Regions from separate parts of the Callithrix jacchus genome. Here region 1 is linked to region 2. Evidence: chromatin contacts called from public Hi-C data. All regions are on one chromosome and are shown on one strand. The core of a region is the stretch at or near the end of the contact, and the rest is flanking DNA. Distances in the headings are between cores, read along the strand shown. Region 1 overlaps GSE1 (Gse1 coiled-coil protein). Region 2 overlaps GSE1 (Gse1 coiled-coil protein).

What was found. Hi-C and Micro-C count contacts between places; a contact is called where the count stands out from the background.
Region 1: a contact with region 2 is called in a Hi-C map of skeletal muscle, with 2.7 times the contacts expected there. The contact joins two enhancer-like sites. A contact is called at or near these places in 2 of 3 Hi-C or Micro-C datasets (both in skeletal muscle).

The regions. Positions count from the first base shown.
Region 1 is chr20:43,298,716-43,302,116 of calJac240_pri, reverse strand. All of the region lies in intron 2 of GSE1 (Gse1 coiled-coil protein), which reads right to left. Among named protein-coding and RNA genes, the nearest start is that of GINS2, 67 kb to the left of the region's middle. Within about 2 kb of position 1,961, at least 6 of the 16 cell types and tissues checked have an H3K27ac peak or open chromatin away from gene starts, as enhancers often do. A contact at or near this core is called in skeletal muscle, where this site is marked.
Region 2 is chr20:43,048,835-43,051,972 of calJac240_pri, reverse strand. The region is part of intron 2 of GSE1 (Gse1 coiled-coil protein); the gene reads right to left. Among named protein-coding and RNA genes, the nearest start is that of GSE1, 210 kb to the right of the region's middle. Within about 2 kb of position 1,697, at least 5 of the 16 cell types and tissues checked have an H3K27ac peak or open chromatin away from gene starts, as enhancers often do. A contact at or near this core is called in skeletal muscle, where this site is marked.

The DNA.
Region 1 (3,401 bases), core at 712-3,211, 250 kb before region 2:
TCAGCCCTCACCCGCATCTGTCATTTACTGTCGGGGCATGGGGCAGCCATTACAGCATCTCATCCTCACCCTCAACTTACAGATGAGAACACCGGGGTGGGGGTGGGGCTCTGTTGATCAACGTGGGAGGGTCTACGTCACCATTCACATGCACCGCCCCACCCATCCAGCATCCAAAAGACACAGTAACACACCTCCTCAGACACACCAACTCCTCCAGCCAGAAGGACCGGTTCAGAACAGGAAATCTACCCATGTCAACTGGAGTCTGCATTTGAAAGCCCCTCTGGAAGGGCTCCAAGCACACCTGGGCCAGGCACAAACCACCATCAGGATTCTGCCCGGGGCTCACACAAGGCCCAGAGGCATCCAGTGCCCGGCTGGGTGAGAGGTGCCTGGTCCTACGTGCAAGGTGAAGCAGGGGGGAGATGTCCACGCTCAGTCACTAGGGTGCTCCATCCGACCCCGGGGGAAGCAAGGTGGTCTCTGGCTTTCCAGGTGGGAAGCCTGCTTAAACAGCATCAGCCCATCTTGCCCAGGGGAAGGAATTCCTCCCCACACTGACTCCCCGCAGAAGAAGGCCCTTCCGGAGTGGGGAGGTCAAGTATTGGAAAGCTCCCACCCTGGCTGGGTGCAGTGGCTCATGCCTGCAATCCCAGTACTTTGGGAGACCAAGGTGAGTGATTTGAGGTCAGAAGTTTGAGACCAGCTTGGCCAACGTGATGAAACCCGTCTCTACTAAAAATACAAAAAAATTAGCCAGGCGTAGTGGCAAGGGCCTGTAATCCTAGCTACTCGGGGAGGCTGAGGCTGGAGAATCTCTTCAACCTGTGAGGCGGAGGTTGCAATGAGCTGAGAATGCGCCACTGCACTCCAGCCTGGGCAGCTGAGCAAGACTCCGTTCCAAAACCAAAGAAAAACAAACCAGCCTCCCGCCCTGGCCCCCAGGTGACTAGAAAGCAAAGCCAGGGTCTCAGCGACAATCAACTGGGGGTTTCAAACATGGACGCCCAGGCCTCATCCTGAGAGGTGGGCTGAACTGCCTGGAGGAACGGCCTGGGCGCTACTGCTTTTAAAGCTTCCCAGGCGATTCAAAGGTACGGCCAGGAGAGACCACTGCGCTAGAGGCTCCCCATTCCTCCACCTGCCTCCAGCTCCTTCCTCCAGGCCTGGACTCGGCCCCAGCCTCCCAGGGGTGGCTCTCACTTCCCCTCTGAACTCCTGTTTGCAGACACGGGGGTGGCGTGCGGGTATCGGGTCAGGAGGAGCAGGTGGGCTGTCCTCAGGAACAAGTGGGCTTTGGGGCAGACGAGAATCCCAGGCTGCTGGGACGGCCCATGGTAGGACAGGGACGTGGCCAAACTCAGGTGTGTGGTACCGTCTGGCTGGAGCCGAGGGCGTGAGAGAAGAGGCTGGTGGGGGATCAGGGCTGCAGAAGCAAGATTAAAAGGCCCCCGAGTGTGCGTTTGGCAGGCGTGCAAAGGGCTGCTTTTGGCCACGCTCCTGTTTTATCTGTCTGTACACCTCCCAGCAGCAAGCACACGGCTGGGTTCAGAGGAGGAGCTCAATAAATTCTCACTGACAGGGACACTCAGAAACGTCACCTCCCAGGCTGTGGCCTCAGCCGGGGGAGAAAGGCCAGCATGCGGAAGTGGAGCCAGCAGTAGCACGGCGTCCCACACCGCACGGAGATCTGAGGCTGGGGGGGGGCCGGGGGAATTAAAGCCAGCCGGCCTCAGCACAGTCACCAAACTGAAATGTCATCTGGAACATGCATCTCTGCAGGTTAAAATAACAGCTCTCCTGGCACACCAGGAAAGGGAGGGAAGCCCTGTGGTTTCAGAGGACCCTGCTGTTAGCCACAAGAGGCAATTCATATGCTACCCAGAGACGATTCCCATCCAAGCCCAGCCAGATCCTGGGGTTCGATCCTCAGACTTCAAAAAACCCAGGCTGGGAATTCCAAGGCTTCAGACAGGGCCAGGAAAAACCGGCCCAGCTAGCCGGCTCCACAAGCCCCTGCGAGTTCCCGGGGGCAGGGAAAAGGTAGCAGCCAGGCTTCTGGCTTACCAGCACTCTTCCAGAAAAGTGGGAGTCACCAGTTCCTGATGGTATCTGCCCCAGGGGCGCTCAAGGGGAGTTTAGGACTCCAGGGCTGGCAGGAGTGGGCTCCAGCTTGGAGGTGCAGAACCCTGGTCTGCCACAGAGTGGCGCTGTGCAGACCCGGCGCTTCCTCGGGCCAGAGATGCTGAGCCCACAGGCAGGCCTGGCTTCGGCTCTAAACCACAAGGCACTCAGCTCTGCAGCCCCTGAACTTCCCCCAGAGACGGGGAAATGACTGCTGGAGGGGAGGGCTCAGCGGGGCCTTCGGAAGAGGCTTCCTGCTTTGAGAGCGCTGTCAGCCCCGCTCCTGGCCCCAAGCCTCAGTCTGCCCCCAGTCTGTGTATTAGGATCACCTAGCGAGCTCTGAAAACCATCCCCCAGGACCGGGTTCAAGAACGCAGAGGCGGTGGCTTAATTGGGCCCTTTGCAACAGTGCAAAGACACCTAGTTTGGAGATCCACAAGCCTCTTTGAACGCGGACACGCCAGGGTCCTAAAAACTGCCCCAAACAGCTCAGGGCCTGCTCCAGCGCACACCTTGCTGCCTTCCTTGTCTGGAGCGCAGCCTCACTCTGCCTAGAACCAGGACCTCCCCGGCTCCCTTCCCAAGGCGGGGCTGACCCCAGGCCACCTGGCTGGTTCCCCCCCCAGCTCTGGCAAGGCACCGCCCCCAAGGCTCCAGGAAAGAAAACCTGGAGCGTCAAAACTTTGGCTGGCTCCAGCTCCCCCGCTTCCCCCACTGGCTTTGGTGTCTTCTGCCAGAGTGACAAAAGCCATCCTTGCACCCGGCCCACAGGAGATCAGGAATGCTGCCAACACGAGGCTCTCGGAAAGTCTCTTAGGAAGCACAGAGGGCGCTGCCCTCGCAGGTCAGCGCCTCTTCCAGTCTCCCCATTACCTGGGCGGGGCGGCTCCCTGCACAGCCGGCGGCCGAGATGACACACTCCGCTGCCAGAGCCTGCGCCCTGGGCCCTCACCTGTGGCGTGGCGGCTGAGTCAGGCGCAGCCTGTGCCTCAGGTTCTGCCGTCCCTGCTGACGGAGGCGGCCGTAAACACAGGGTGAGCAAGGCTGAGATGACTCGGGCAGAAGCAGCACCAAGGCCGGCCGGGGATGGCAGCTCACCTGGGCCCCGCCACCCTTGCCACCCCTGCTGGGGAGTGGGCGCGCGGAATCCCGGGGGAGTGGATGAGGCGGCCGACCAGGGGACACATTTCAAAGCGCCCCACCAAGACCTTCTCTCTGCCCCTTTGTGTCCCCCCCCCCCCCATCGCCTCCTGGAAATCGGCTTAGGCGGGGAC
Region 2 (3,138 bases), core at 448-2,947:
ATTTCATCTTTACGTTTCTCCTCCCCTGGTCATTTCTCCCAACACCAGCTGACTTAAAAGCTCGTATTCACTCAACAAAGTTTACTGAGCACATATAATGTATACTGTGCCAAATGCCGGAGAGGTCATAAGGAAAGGGAGCCACGGTCCCTGCCTTCATGGTGAGGGCAAGCACGCCGGGCACTGCCTCAGGGCCCTTGCACATGCTCTTTGCTTGGCCTGTAACTCTCTGCCAAATGCCACCTCCTTAGGCCTCTGTGACCACCCGTCTAAGCCACGCCCTCGGGTCTCCGTGTCCCGTGCCCTGTTTCTTCATGGCCATCTCATCGCCTGGCATCACTCTTACCTGCTCATTTGGGAGTTATCTGCCTTCCTTTTGAATGAAAGCTCTGGAGGCAGGGGTTGTGTCTGTTGTTTGCCCCTCTGTGCCCCCCATGCCCGGCATGGTCTTTGGTACACAGGCAGCGCTCAATCAACATTCGTGAACAAAGGCACACCCAGCAGTGTAGCAAGGGAGACAGACGTGCCGGCAGACACTCAGAGCGCGGTGGGATCAGAACCGTGGTGAAGTCGCGAGCCAGGAGAGATGCCCAGCTTTCCCCTGATGTCTGCTCCCACTGAGAAGGTCATGGGTGAGGGCGGGGGTGGCGCTCTCAAACTGCTTAAACCCACATGGTACCAAACGGTCCAGCCGAGTTCCCTGGTGACAGTTTATCAGCTTGGAGCTGTCAAGGGGAATGAAGGACGATGGGTGGGCAGAGGGAGGCCACGGCAGGGTGGTGGCCAGGTGGGCCAGTGCACGGTGGCCCCTGCAGAGATGGTCTGTGCCTGGTGACAGGGCTCTGTCCCTGGGGTCCCTAACACTGTCCCTGGGACACCCCACCCTGAGCTCCAGAACAGCCCCTCCAGCTACTCAGCCAATCTCATCTTTTCCATCTAAAATCTTTATCTCCAACTTATTGGGAAAGAAATTGTAGTTTAGGGTAAACAGATCCTCTTAAAGGCAATTTTGCCAGATATAAAGATCTGCTTTTATTCAATGCTTGGTTTATTGTTTTTTCAACTGCCCAAGTTAAATTCTCTTTCCTTTTTTATTTCATAAAAATCTAAACCAGTCACAGACAGACACACAGAGTCACACGCTGGCCAGGGAACCAGATCCCCGTGAGCAGCAGAGCAGGAGGCAGAGGGCCGGGAGGGTGCCTGGGCCCAGCGTGGGTAATCCACTGCTAAATATTCCAGGAGGCTCCTGGGGAGAGACCCACTTGCAAGGAAAGAGCCTCTCCAGGCTGCCTGGGCTTCTAAAGCTGCCTGCCCCGACTTGCAAGCTCCGTGCTCCCGGCATGACAAGAAGTTCCCGAGAAGGTAAACAGGTCGGTCATGGAGAGAGACAGACTGCGATCCCAGCTCGGCTGGAAACGCAGGAACAGAGGCTGAGACAGAGCGGGTGACAGGAGCCAGAGGCAGTCACACTGCAGCAGGGCCAGGGAAGGGGGGCTCTTGTGCAGAGCCGGAGAAGCCACAGCCAAATCCAGCCCCCCGTGCCCTCCGGAGCAGCTGCCGCTTGGCAGTGGGGGCAGAGCTCTGGGAGCGCCTGGTGTCAAAGCACTCGGCACCGTAGCTGCTCCAGGCAGGGCTTGCCAAGGACTTCTGGAGGCTAGTGCCAAGTACCCAAGCCCAGTCCCGCCTTCCTGGCGATGGAGGCCCAAGCCCGGCTGGGAGCCCATTTGCCCAACAAAGAAGAGACAAAGCCGTCCCAGAGCCAGGGTTTCTGGTGGGCAGCAGCTCTCTCTCGCTGCCAGGGCAGGCCCAGCTCACACACTCCCGTGTGCCAGGCAAGCATCTGACATGGACTGATTCCTGAAGCCCCACAGGAGTCAGGGCATCACCCCTGTTTTACACGTGGGGAAACTGAGGCATGGGGTGCTTATCTGCCACATAGCAGAAGCTCCAAAGGAGCAGAGCCAGGTTTTGAACTCAGAGATAGGGAGTCCAGAGGTACACACTGAGCCATGCACAGCCTAATCACTCCCAAAGAATAACTGATTTAAACACAGGGCTAGAAAAGAAAGAGGGGGAAATGACGTCATTGTAGGTTATTATACCTTCTCCTTCTACTAACCTGCCCCTTCTACAAACCTGCCCCTTCCAGGCAACACACATGGCTGCACCCTCATGGCCCCGCGGTTCCATCTACTGACTGCGGACCCCAGGGACACTCCGCAGGCTCCAAGACATCCTGAGCCGAAGGTTGAGGGGTTGAGCCCCACGGCTATGCTCTGAAAGGAACCTGCCTGCCTGTACTTGCCCCCTGCTGGCTTCCTTCTTTCGGGTTCCCAACCTGACCTTCCCGGGAGGGGCCAGGTGAACCAGGTGCCCCTTTCTCTGCTGGGAAACGAGGAGAGTGAAGGTGGAGGGCCGAGTGCAGGAGTGGGTGCATTGGAGGCACACATGTCCATACACATGGGGCTGAGGCCACAGCCCTGGGCACGTGCTGTCTCAGGCAGGTTTCTCCGAAGCAGACAGAGAGACAAAGATGCTGTGATCTCTAAGGCTGGGCTCTGGGGGAGACTGACAGGGTGTGAGGAAGCAAGGGTGACTTCAGACAGAGCCCCAGCCCTGTCCCAGGGGAGCTCTGGAGGGTGGGCGGCTCCTTGCTCCAGAAGGAAGGCCTTTCCACCCCATAGCTGCTGGTCACTGGCTACATGAGAACTCCCGGCCCTTTCTACAGAGCAGCTACAGGGGCCTGAGGACAGGCCTCCAAAGACGGCCTCAAAGATAGCCAGGGGCTGCCTCGGAACCACAGCACACAGGAACCAGGGAGGGCATGCAGAGCGGGGAAGTGCTTGGCAGCACGCAGACAGCCTCTGACCCGGGCAGCCTCTGACCCACGCCATCTTAGGGATCGTGGCCGTGGATGAACTGTCCAGCAGATGGCAGGACTCGGCCCCTTCTGCTGGGGACAGTGTTACTGGGGAGTGGCTTCTGTCCTGCTCCTCTTACATCTGGGTGGAGCGTGAGCTGGTTCAGACCAACGGGAAGTGAGCGGGAACAGCCTGGGTCAAGGCCACAGCAGGAGAGCATCTGGGGTGTTTCTGCGTGTTGCCTATGCCGACTGGTGATGAGACATCAGGGCAC